2 separate regions of the Danio rerio genome follow, and region 2 is linked to region 1. Evidence: chromatin contacts called from public Hi-C data. All regions are on one chromosome and are shown on one strand. The core of a region is the stretch at or near the end of the contact, and the rest is flanking DNA. Distances in the headings are between cores, read along the strand shown. Region 1 holds the start of tnfaip1 (tumor necrosis factor, alpha-induced protein 1 (endothelial)). Region 2 holds the start of aldh3a2a (aldehyde dehydrogenase 3 family, member A2a).

Evidence for each region. Hi-C and Micro-C count contacts between places; a contact is called where the count stands out from the background.
Region 2: a Hi-C map of hematopoietic stem cells shows a contact between it and region 1, with 2.7 times the contacts expected there. The contact joins the promoter of aldh3a2a here to the promoter of tnfaip1 in region 1. A contact is called at or near these places in 2 of 18 Hi-C or Micro-C datasets (caudal fin and hematopoietic stem cells).

Annotation. Positions count from the first base shown.
Region 1 is chr15:23,020,120-23,026,719 of GRCz12tu, forward strand. tnfaip1 (tumor necrosis factor, alpha-induced protein 1 (endothelial)) reads left to right here and starts at 3,596. Exons shown (of 7, transcript NM_199799.1): 1 at 3,596-3,733; 2 at 4,826-5,179; 3 at 5,259-5,428. The coding sequence starts at 4,939. timm50 (translocase of inner mitochondrial membrane 50 homolog (S. cerevisiae)) reads right to left here and starts at 2,778. Exons shown (of 11, transcript NM_200665.2): 1 at 2,543-2,778. The coding sequence starts at 2,746.
Region 2 is chr15:23,303,643-23,310,242 of GRCz12tu, forward strand. aldh3a2a (aldehyde dehydrogenase 3 family, member A2a) reads right to left here and starts at 3,404. Exons shown (of 11, transcript NM_212649.1): 1 at 3,374-3,404; 2 at 2,404-2,599; 3 at 2,095-2,326; 4 at 588-670; 5 at 300-508; 6 at 63-180. The coding sequence starts at 2,565.

The DNA of each region.
Region 1 (6,600 bases), core at 2,346-4,845:
AATAATTACTGCAATGCATGCATCAACTGAACTGTTTTGAACAATCTGCGAAGCTTTCATTCAGTGAAACCAATTGCCTTTACTCTAGGGCTGCACGATATTGGAAAAAACTAACATTACAATATTTTATTTTTATGTTATACATATTGCGATATTGTATATGATTTCACTAGATAAATAGAATAGCTTTATTTGGAAAGAGTTTACACAACTGATTATGATGATTTTGTAGAGTGCATCTGCATTAAATATAATAAACCAACCAAACGTGTTGATAAAACTGTAGAGCAAAGATAGGTACATGAAGAATAACAACAGATTCAGGTAAACAAATTGAGTAATCCAATGTAAAATAACAGTTTAGTTTTCGTTGTGTGTATATATATACTTAAATACAATTAAGCTTTCTTAAAGTTAAAAACATTATCATTCCTATTGCGTGAATGCTTTAAATGTTTACACAATCACGCGCTTAAAAAAAACACACAATCAACTGTGGCTCCTAGCCAACTATAACCTTGATTTGACATTGACGATCCTGCAATGTGACAATTGCAGATGCGCACATTGCGATATCAATGCTGAAACGATACAAGCGGCTCTACTTTACTCTGTCAAAAACTCAGACAAAAAAAATATCGGAACTTTGGAACCTTCAGGTTCTTTACAGTGAAAAATATTCTTTAGATTTTTTACATTTTCTTTACGCTGAGACAAGAACTGTTCTTTTCACTGAGAGGTTTTGAGGAAACAAACATCAGTTCTTCCGTGGCACTGAAAACAAAACATTCAGCCTTCAGCCCTTATCTCTATTCAACAGTCAAAAGAGGACTCGTAACCTTGCATGTTACAGCTCCAATGTTAAAAAGTCATTAATGTCATTTTAAACCACACATTTAACGGAATCATTTAGCATTTGGTCTCTATATAAAATGAACAATATCAAATTTGGTATGTAATTTCTAAGAGCTCTAAATGATCAACATAATCAGCATGATCAACATGACATGTAAAAACAATGCCATTTGCAACTTTGCTTATAGAGTGCTTTTTATCCCTTGATACTTTATATATTTTAACCCTTAAAATATAATCTTTTAAAGACATTATTGGCACAGTGACATCTGACAATTTCATGCAAGCAGTCTGCTATATTGGGGTAAAGTTGGTTTTATACTCGCACATTCGTTCAATGACAACTTGTGACAAGCTCCCTATTTTGTTTACCACGGTACTTTGATTATTCAGTTTGAAATAACATGCAAGTAAGACTTCATAACAACATTAGCACTATTTATTTGACTCTGAGAATTATTGTACTTTGATAGTCATTGGCTGCTAATACGATTTCCCTATTTAGAATTAGCAAACAATACTCTTCTGAAATTACATTAAGCAGAAAATCTCCATGTGTAAATATAAAGCCAACTTTACCTCAGTGTCTGCTATGCTGTTATGATAAATCACTAACTCTGTAACACTTTATGTTTCGGATAAATTTGATAACTACAATAATTAGCATGAAAAACACATTTAAAACATGTATTTATCTCAGTGAAGTTATATGCATTATTAACATTTACAGCTTTTGATTTTAAACATTATTAAGTATTATGACATGCAACCAAGCTGACCGAACATTTAATAACAACACTAACAGTGGTTCATCAAATCTTGAAGAACTGGTCATCGTCAGTAATCTACTTTAATGTTAAATGTAATCAAAGTCTCCTTTATTTCATTACAGACTGTAAGAACTGCATTTTACTATTCGTTGCCATAACAAAATAAATGATATGAATAGATAGATTATAGATGGATGGATGGGTGGGTGGATATACTTATGAATAAAATGCAGTTTTCACATTTACCTTATAGCATATCAAGACAAGCTAGAAAAGCATGACATATCAAATAAGATTCAAATATGAAACTAAATATGCAATTTTCTCATAACGGTTTGATTTAAGTATAGATTCAGTCTATTGGGAATGTTATTAAACCAGTGTTTGTTTTTATTGATTATTATAGGTGTTTTATAAAGGCTGGGATGTAGAGGTAGTATAATAGTACAAGGACAGAGATTCACATTATATATTTGACATAACATATAAGTTATAGCATGAATGTAATTTGGGCATATATTTTAAATTAAAAGTCTATTTATGAAATTGAGAGTATTTGTAATCCAACTCTGTTTTAATCTTTTGGCCAATTTATTGTGCTAATTATATACATTTAATATATTATTATAATATTTAAAATGATACACATTTGCTTGCTGAATATATAACCAAAGTCATAGCTCATATGTCACACACATAACACAATGTTGCCTGACTTCATTCAAACCACACCAGCACCTGTCAACCTTTCCTAACTACTGAAGAATCCAGCCACTTCTTGTCGTTCATTCATCGCCATATTACAGTAGTTACATGTCAGAATGTAAAAACGCAGGTCAGTTTCCATAACGGAATGACCGGCTTTCTGAATTTTTCCTGTCATGCAGGAATGTCAGGCGGTCAAATGAAGCTCTCACCTGGCTCTTCTGCTGCTGCTGAAGCCTTTCCTGCAGTATCGCCTGTGCCAGTCCCCCTGTTGCGCTGCTACTGGACGTGTCAGCGGATAAAGGCCGGACGACATCCAGCAGCGGAGGGGCCGTGGAGCAACGGGCCCCCTGCCTCAGTCTGAGCAGGCCCCGGCTCGCCCGGACACACATGGGATACACAGACACCGCCGACATCTTGAATATGATGCAGTTCGTACCCGGAGCGCGAGTGGAAAGGACAAACGATTTTGATTGGTTACGTCTATTGTGATTGGCAGGTGCAGAGAGCCAATCGAGTCTGTCGACTATTCCGTAAAGGCGGGTATTTTAATGTCGTCACGGGCTGCGTCAAAAGCAGCTAAAAGTCCCAATATTTTTTTTATTAGGAATGTTATTTTAACAGTGTTTGTTTTTATTAATTATTATATGTGTTCTATAAAGGCTAAGATGTAGAGGTAGAATAACAGTACAAAAACGGAGATTCACATTGTATGTTGCAATAATTCGAGAACATACAATGTCATTTTGGGTATACAATTCAAAATAAAAGTCTACTTATGAAATTGTTACAACTTGTGGTGTTAAGTTAAAACCATGGGTAAACATAAATATAGCTATATTAATATTAATTAGCTATCAAATGAAGAAGTTTTTAAATCTAAATATTACTTTTTTTAAAGTATTACTTTGTAATCTTTTTCTATATATGCTATACATAATATAAATCGCCTTTTATATATTCCATTTACTGTATATATGATATCTATACTATATATACTTATTACCATTTTGTTTGCTTTGCGTATTCATATTGTTTACATTTGTAAGTCGCTTTAGATTAAAGCATTTGTCTAAATAAAAATAAAACCTAGCATAAATGTACATTTTTTTAATCTCAGGGCTTTATCTTTTGTTGACTGTCCCTGCACTAGCCAATGGGTGGCAGTAGATCATTAATACGGTTTAACCTGTTGCTGTTGATCTTTCAACGAAGAAGAGCCATCCATCACATTTGTTAGCCATCGCCCTGAAGGTAGATGTGAAAGGTATTTTCCCTGTTTTTAAATGGTCTGATAGAACTGTTTATGCGTTTCTTTTTCAAATATGGTTGAAGTAAAACAGCGGAGTTGAAGAACTGTCGACTTCAGTTACTCGCCGACGAGTTATACTGCGGCAGAGCGGGTGAGTTTTACGCGTCGAAAAGTTTTTTCATGGTAATAACCTGTTCTAAACTTTGTTGTTTTGAATTAAATAAGCTGAAGTATTTTAAAACTAGCATTAACCCTAACTAAAGCTCTGAGGTGTTTTGTTATTGCGCCTTTTAGTCGTGAAATTAGCACAATAGAAACATTAGCAGAAACGTTTGCTCAAAAGCGTTGCCAATCTGTAAAACACACAAGATCAAGATTTTCTTTAAACTAAAAGAATTTAATATATTGTCAATAAAGATATACACAATGTGAACTGAATATTTGGCAAGTTTAAATTTGTTATCATGGCCAGTTGTAAATAAATATCAATTTATTTTAAGTAGCCTCCATGTTTTTCACTGACTTGTGTGAGGAGAAATGTTTAAATTTCAGGTCTGTTTTGGACAAAGAATTGTTATCATAAACAGTTGGAATTCATTATGTTTCAACTTTGCAACCCTGATGTTACTTCTTCTTTATCCCTTTTTTATTGATATAAAATGTATTTTCAAATTGCACTTGAACTATTCTGAATATGTAATTGTATGAAATTAAGATTGTTTAATCTGCAAATTATGATGATTAACCTCATTTAAATTTAATTATTTTGAATTTATAACTCACAATTGCTCAAACAGTTCAAGAATAGTGTAAAGTGTCTGTAAAGTGACCAATTTTCAATATGTCTTAATTCTTATTTTAAAAAATAAATTGTTTTTCTTTGGGGTCTTTAAAGTTCTTGAAAAAGTGTAGTTTCTTTAGTAATAACTGTATTTATATATGTATGTTGATTTATTTTTCTGTAAACATGTATATTTTCATTTCATTTAAATTAAATTTAGATTTTGACTTCTAACAATTCTGAAAAAAAAATTGTAGAAGTAAAACAATTATAGCATCATATACTGTCACCTTTTTAAAAACATTTTTGGGTCATATGGTCCACTTGTTTTAAATATTCACAATTTCAAAATTAACCAAAATAATCACAATTGTTTTTTTTTTTTTTTCATGTTCAAGCAGGGTCAAAAAAGGCACCCACATATGTAATAAGTGTTCAAAAGATCCTTCTGTATTGCTTTAGTTAATGTGTAGCATGTAGGTTTGGCATCACGATCAGCCTGGCCAGCAGCATTCACCACGGCAGGGGAAATCAGACCCATCGTGTGCAGGGTGGTTATCTACCTACAGAGGGACATGTCAGGAGAGAGCTGCCTGCACCAGCTTCAGCCACACACCGGGCCCATCCTGCCAGTCTCTTCAGTGGGCTGCCCCAAGACTAACACCTGCACCTACCGTGGTGTGACCGGAAATAAGTACGTTCAGCTCAATGTTGGTGGAAATCTGTACTACTCCACACTGCAGGTGCTCACTAGACAGGACACCCTGCTGAGATCCATGTTCAGCGGCAAGATGGAGGTGCTCACAGATAAGGAAGGTGAGTTATTTAAACAGCCCTGAGAGAAGATGCAACCTCTTCAGCCTTGGCTCAATGTGGTTTTTTTTTTTTTTTTTAGGTTGGATCCTAATAGATCGCTGTGGGAAACACTTTGGCTCCATTCTCAGCTATCTCCGTGATGGATTTGTGAATTTGCCAAAAAGCAGACAGAGCATCATGGAGCTCCTAGCAGAGGCCAAGTATTACCAGATTCAGGGCTTGATAGACTTGTGCCAGAAGGAGCTACAGGTTGGTTAAGTCACATAAAACCTCCTTTTTAATAGGCTATACACTTGTATTGGCCTAGTTTACATCTGGTATTAAAGGGGACCTATTATGCCCCTTTTTAAAAGATGTAAACTAAGACTCTGATGTCTCTTTAGTGTGTATGTGAAGTTTCTGCTCTAAATACCCCACAGATAATGTTTTATAACTCCTTAAAACTGTCTCTTTTAGGCTTTGATTGTAATTGTGCTGCTTTGGTGACTGTCGCTTTAAATTCAAATGAGGCAGGGCTTTCCCCCTCTGATGACATGTACAAAGGGAGAAGGTCAATTAAAATCTATTTTTATGAAGTGTGATTATAAAAAACAAAATGAATATATTTTTTTATTAGAAGCTGGTTATGTTCATAAACCTCTCATTAAAGTGATTTTTGTATAATAGGTTCCCTTTAAAGTTTCCGTGAAGTGCTTTGAAACATGCATTTGTGTTTGACGTGGGACATAATTTGAACTAAAACATAAAAACAGGGTGGGACCGTGTAGTGCCCTTCTTCTTAAAAAAAAAAAAAAAAAAAAAAAAAAAAAAAGCATTTTGTTTTTTCACAGCTCTGCCAGTGAGAGCAATAGTGCCTCAAGGGGGAGATTCCAATAATAAGGGGGCATAAGATGTCAGATGTGTACTAGAAAGCATTTGATTGGTCATAAGATTTGATGAAACAGTGAGCTGGGGTCCGTTCTTCGTATGTGGATTACTCAATTAGCAGGATTTGGATGTTGACGATTTGACGTGATCCAGGATCGTTTCGTTCTTCAAAACTCATCTGAGATTTGTTGTCATAGTAACAGTTGGTAGCTCAAACCTGCGTAGGAGCAGGCTCATTCATATAAACATGATTAGATTGGGTCAGTTCAAGCAAAGATAATATTGAAAGTATCTACCAAATGCTGATATTTTCTTACAGTAGTAGTTATATACACTTGGGAAAATAAAATCTATATATTAATAACATTTTTGCAATCTGCACTTCGAAATAAAAGTAAAAGACTGCCACCTGGTGGTTCAAAGAGAACATTTATTGATATTAACTTTTTAGATGCAAACGCATACATGCACATTATTCAACTTTTATAAAAAAAAAAATTTAAAAAAGGATAATAATTTATGCGGTCAAGCACGTGCTTTGATCACTAATATGC
Region 2 (6,600 bases), core at 2,154-4,653, 280 kb after region 1:
CATGCAAATAAACCTAATCAAGACAAAAAGTCCACTTTGTCAAACTACATCTAAATTCCCACCTTGATGCATTTCTGGATCTCATCGATGACTCTGTCTTGGATGCTGGATTCACAGAGGATGTAATCAGGAGCAATGCAGGTCTGACCGCAGTTCAAATACTTTCCCCAAGTAATCCGACTGAGAATTTAAGAACAATGATGGACAGCATTATATTGATGAAATTGATTGATTAATATTACCATTTAACCCAAATGATCTGTGTTTATTTAGATTCAAGCTGATGATGGCAAACTCACCGGCAAGCAATTCTAATGTCACAGTTCTTGTCAATATAACAGGGGCTTTTTCCACCCAGTTCTAAAGTGACTGGTGTGAGGTGATGAGAAGCTGCTTCCATAACCAGTTTGCCCACTGTGCTGTTTCCAGTGTAGAAGATGTGGTCAAAACGCTGCTTCAGCAGCTCCTGAGTCTCTGGAACCCCTCCTGTCACCACCTGATACATCTCCTGTACACATTAAGAACTACTTTAGATTAATTAAACAGGTAAAATAATTTATAATCAGTTTCACTGAATGAATTCTTACAGAATCCAGATAGAGAGACATGAGCTCCATAACGCTGGCTGTGTGCGAGCTCACTTCTGATGGCTTCACCACTACAGCATTACCTGCAGAATTCAACATTAGAGATTTCAGTAAATGATGATGAAGAGAATATTAGATATTAAAATCATTAATATTAAAATCATGTTTTCCACATTCAATATGACTATTTGTTTATTTATTTGAATCCCTAACCCATTCTTTCTGGGATCCAACAAGTAAATAATAAATGCTGTAATAATACAACAATGACCTAAGGTTACAGTACGTCCAGGGACATTAGCTCAAAATTAGCTTTCAATGACTCTAAAAGTATAAATGAATCAAGAAAATACGAGTAACATGACAAATGTATCTGGGGGAAAAGGAACTACAACTGATCATGGAATATAGCTGAAAAAATAGGTAAAATAAAAAAAAATTATATAAATAAAATTCTCATAGGTAATATAAAATACCTTTGATTAGAACAGAATTTGATAATGAATATTTAAGTTCATCTGACATTGTTCTGTGCTTTCTCTATAAGTGCTATGTTATGTTTCATTACAAATGCTTGAACTTTTACACTTTCCAATCACAACTACAAAATATGGATAGTAAGACATTATTATATTTGAAATAACATATCAAATTTTATAAGCCAGATATCATTTTTGGCCACAATTACTGCTATAAAGTGCTTTTAACTAGCATTAAGACTTTTCTAAAGTTTGTCTAATAAAAAAGTTAAAATATTATAAATAAACTAAATTTGTATTAAGCATTAATTACCTAGAAGTTAGCTAATTTGCAGGTCTGTATTAAAAAAAAAAAAAATCTATATATATATATATATATATATACACACACACACACACACACACACACACACACACACACACACACATATATATATATATACATACATACATACATACATATATATATATATATATATATATATATATATATATATATATATATATATATATATATATATATATATATATATATATATATATATATATACACATACACACACACACATTTTTCTTCAGTATACTAGAATATTGTCTTGAAATGGGTCGTATAAACTAATATATGATGCTATAACGTTCACATGAACTGGAAGTTGCTGCAGACTTTTTTTCAGTATGATCAGCTATTTTCAACTCAAATGGATATTGAGTTGGGGCTGGGGTTTTATTTTTGAGCTACTCCTCTCATCATTCACACTCACCAAACTAATAGTTAATTCCAGAGTTAAAGCAAACATTTTGATTTTGATTAAATGCAAATTAGCAAAACAAACTGTTTTTTTTTTTAAGTTGACTGGAACGTTTGGATTAATTGTTCACCATATGACTAACAATGTGTGCTAGCAACATAAATATTGTAAATTTGGATGTCTTGCAGACTTTAATGACGCTTTTTGGACTAATTTCTTTAAACTTGTAGTCTCACGACTCTAACAATAATGTCAACATAAGGTAGGTTTATGCTTCACCTGCAGCAATGGCACCAACAAGAGGTTGCAGGGTAACTGCTATTGGATAGTTCCACGCCCCAATGATGAGCACAACACCAAGAGGCTCTGGCTGTAGGAACACATCGTCTGAGATGGTCAGAAGGTTTTTATTCACAGGACGAGGTGCTGCCCACTCAGCCAGTTTGCTGACAGCCAGATTGATCTCTCCCTCCAAGCCAAGGATCTCAAACAACTGTGTTGAGTTTGCGCTCTACAAAAACACAGACATTACGTTCAACCCAGTTAATCATCCAAACAGAATATGCAGAGCTGGCAATTTTGATTCACCTTATAGAGGTCTTTTCTCAGGGCATTAGTGATGTCTGCTGCTCTTTCTTTAATGAATCGGCTTAGGTTTTTAAGTTGTTTGACTCTGTAGTCCAGGGGTTTGGATCTTCCGGTCAAGAATGCCTTTCTGGCCTGTTGAACAGCAAGCTGCTCTCGAGACATCATTAAGAGTCAGTCTGGTCTGTGATTCAATGAGCTGAAAGATAATAAAATAAAGGTGAAGAGTTAATCTTAATTCTTAGGGTGAGATATAAATAGAAACAAACAAAAAAAATATCAAAGTAAGTTCAGCGAGCATATTTCGCAACATGTACTTTGCCACTTTGAAGCATTTGCTTGTTTATGATTTAGCTAACATTTGCTGTTTCTATGAATTTTCAACGTCATCACTTTTACTAATTAATAGAGGTACTTTAGTAGTTGACTGTGATTGTCATACTTTATTCGTTCGGGAATGTTTTTCTTTACTCCAGTATTACCACTGTATACTAAACGTCTTTGTAGATCAAAAATAAAAAAATAACTTTACTTAAACTCTCTTGGTTCATATGTTTTTTAAGATAACTACAAGTAAACACAATTTAGGTTTGTGTCTATGTTTCATCTCCAAACAGAAGGTAAAATTGTACAAATAAGTAAATTAAATAAAAAAGAACCAAAATAAGAACAAAAAGGCAGAAAAATGCGAGGTAAAAATACTTTGCATTTCCTTTACATTACATTTACATGTATGTGCTGGAGATGTGATTACAACACTTTTCAGTGAAGTAAGAGTTCCGTAAAGTTTAGTTTAGTGGTCACACAGTAAGCTCACTTTGATTGTAATTTCTGTGCGCATAGCATTCGTAATATCTGACGACTGAAACCTTCAACCCGAACCGTATCATAAGGATAACAGTAAGGCTGTGAATTAATGTGCAATGCTGCTGCTGAATATACAATTTATTTTACTCTAAACGAGAGAGGTTACCTGAACGCTGAGATATGAACATTAACCTCACATCATCTGCGTCATGCTCACTTAAAAATCTTGGGAAGATCCTTTAAACGCAAACATTTCCTCCAGCAGAGGCGCTTGGAGGATCAGAAGGCTGAATTCTCCAGTGATACAATTCACATTTGAGGGCGTTTTGTGTTTGGCTGCAGGTATATGTACTCTAAAATGTATCATCGTTTAAATACAAGCATTAAAAATAACTGTGGTGCATGAAAGAAAACTGCAACAATGACTCAATTAATTTTATAAAACTATTAAATCCCCCTCTTTACCTACTAACCACAAACGACATTGATTGGTCCTTTCAGCTATTCTGTCATGCACCGCTGAAAAACGTAACAGGTGTCACGCGATAAAACTGGTCCAGCAGCGCTTTGAACAATAGTTTACACTTGAAAATTACATTGAGAATTCTTAATAGCCTTCAATATATTTATTTCAAATGTACTGTGAAGAGTAAAATTATATCTTGAAAAGAACATTAATATATTTCTTACTCTCTCGCCTCCTTGTGACTATAGCAGGTTGCCATTCTACTTACTTTTCTTCTTCTTCTTCTTCGTGGTTTTATGGCGAGTAGCGAACCAACTTTAAAGGTGCATATCGCCACCTTCTGTGATGGAGTAACTTACTTTTCTTTCGTCACTCTTCCTCTTATTTTTTTTTTGTCTTATTTCAGACGCTGCACACCATTACAGCGCCATCTACTGTTGATCTGTTACATGTAGTCTCTTACAAGAACAGTTGGGTCAATGCGGTCAATGTTTATCAGTGTGATGTTCACAAGTTTCTATGAATATATTTGATATGATCCTCTGTTATTCTGGCCTCATGGTCAGGGAAAATATTATAATTAATAATAATAATAATAATTATAAGCTGGGTCAGTTGATGTTTCTGTGTGGAGTTTGCATGTTCTCCCTGTGTTGGCGTGGGTTTCCTCCAAGTGCTTGTTTCCCTCACAATTTGAAAGACGTGAACAGGTGAACTGGGTAAGCTAAAATTGTCCGTAGTGTATGTGAATGAGTGTGTATGGATGTTTCCCAGTGATGGGCATCCGCTGTGTAAAACATGCTGGATAAGTTGGCGGTTCATTCTGCAGTGGCAACCCCAGCTTAATAAAGCAATTAAAAGATAATAGAATGAATAATAGAAAGAGATTGAATAATAATACATTTTATTGTATCTAGTAGCAGCTTTTTTTCTCATTAAATAACTATTGTACTTTTTATTAAGTATTTTTTTTATTTAGAATGTCTTTTTTTATTGTTATTTTTCTGAATGTGTCTATAGAGTAATAACATTTTAATTAAATTGTAATATATTTTTAATTAATTATTTTTTCAATTAACATTTGTTATTTTAGTTTTATTGTACAAGTTTTAATGACTGTTTAACCTAAAAATATTTGGTTTTCTGTGAACTGATTGTGAATGAATAAATGGCCAAACAACTGTGGTTTTGAAAAGCAGTGTTTTTGTGGGCTGGGCCTAAATGTGACCCTAGTGTGACACTGGAGAAGGTCTCATCTCTCCTCTCTGTCTGCAGTCTCAGCCCCATAAATCTTTTAGTTTGATGTCTCACGTGGCCCTTCATATGGACAAGTCGCATGTGAAATGCATGTTGAGACAGAGACGTGTTCCCCCAGCATGTGATGTTTTGGTGATTACAGCAGTCATGTGTATTGAAACATGTTTCACACCATTGTTCTTCTATCAAAATTTGCAGTCAAAACTTACAATGCATGATAGACGATGCAGTGCAAACATTTTTTTATACTAAGTATTTTTGTCTTGTTTTCCAGTATAAAAAATCAATTATGGCCAGTGGTTTTACTAACAAATTACAAACATTTAAACTACTGTAATTGAGTAGTTTTCTCTGAAATTGTACTTTACTAAGTAGTTTTTAAAAAGTGTACTTCTACTTTCCCTTGAGTACATTTTTAGTGCTGTATCGTACTTTTACTCCACTACTTTTCTTCAATCTAGCCACTGCTTTATTTTTTCCTGTCTATGGGGATTAGAAAAATCAGCCCTGTGATTCTTGTCCAATCAAATCAAAAGTAAATCACATCATACTAAACTTCCAGACATGGGTGATTTATAAATGCAACAAACTGCTAGGAAGCATTAAAAGTGTTTAAGATCTTTACACGCACTGACCCAGAGACTGTTTACTGATGAGAAGATGACAGAATGTTTACTGCATGATGACCGAAATGTCTTTAAACAAAAACTAAATGCACTACAGAATGTTACGTTCACACACATATGCATAAATTACATGTAAATGCATCAGCTTTTTACCACCACTGATATGTCTATTATCAATTGAATCAAAATGAGTGTACATTTTTTCTATATGTAATGTTTTTTAATTTGATGATTTTGTTATAGTAAGTTATATTCATTCATGCTTCATTCATTCATTATATTAATTAATTCATGCTTAAAATCCATTTACAACCTTTTAACAAATTTTTATAAAAAGTGCACAAAATATTGTTTTAAATTTTTAAGTAAAATATTAATTTTCATATTCTTTCGGCTTATTCCCTTTATTAATCATGGGTCACCACAGCGGAATGAACCGCCAACCTATCCAGCATATGTTTTTACGCAGCGGATAGCCTTCCAGCTGCAACCCAGTACTGGGAAACACCCATCTCATTCACACCTATTACACTGCAGTTTAGTTTTTTCAAGTCACCTATAGTGCATGTATTCAAGTCTTTGGACTATAAATGGGGAAACTGGAGCACCCGGAGGAAAGCCACATGAACAAGGGGAGAACATTCAAACTCCACACAGAAATGCCTTTTTTTTCAAGCCCAAATATTTAATCCAAAAAACTAATCGTAGACTCAGCAACTGCGTTTGTCAATATTTTAACCAAATTTGGGGTTGAAAAACTGCATTTTTTAGAGTGTTGTAATCTGACACTTGAATACAAATAGTTATTATCATGCTAAACAAAGGAAAAATGTCAATGGAGTAAGAACTTAATTCAAAGAAAAACTAAATTAATTGTATACCACATTTACATACGAAGAGTTAGATGCAAAAAATCTTTAAGTGCCTCCTGAAAATTTCACCTAAAATTCTTCTTCTTCTCAGACTACTATTTAGTTGAGTAATTTCCCTTTTATGTCAATTAATATGTTATTTTCATTGCCCATAATGTGAAATTAGTCAACA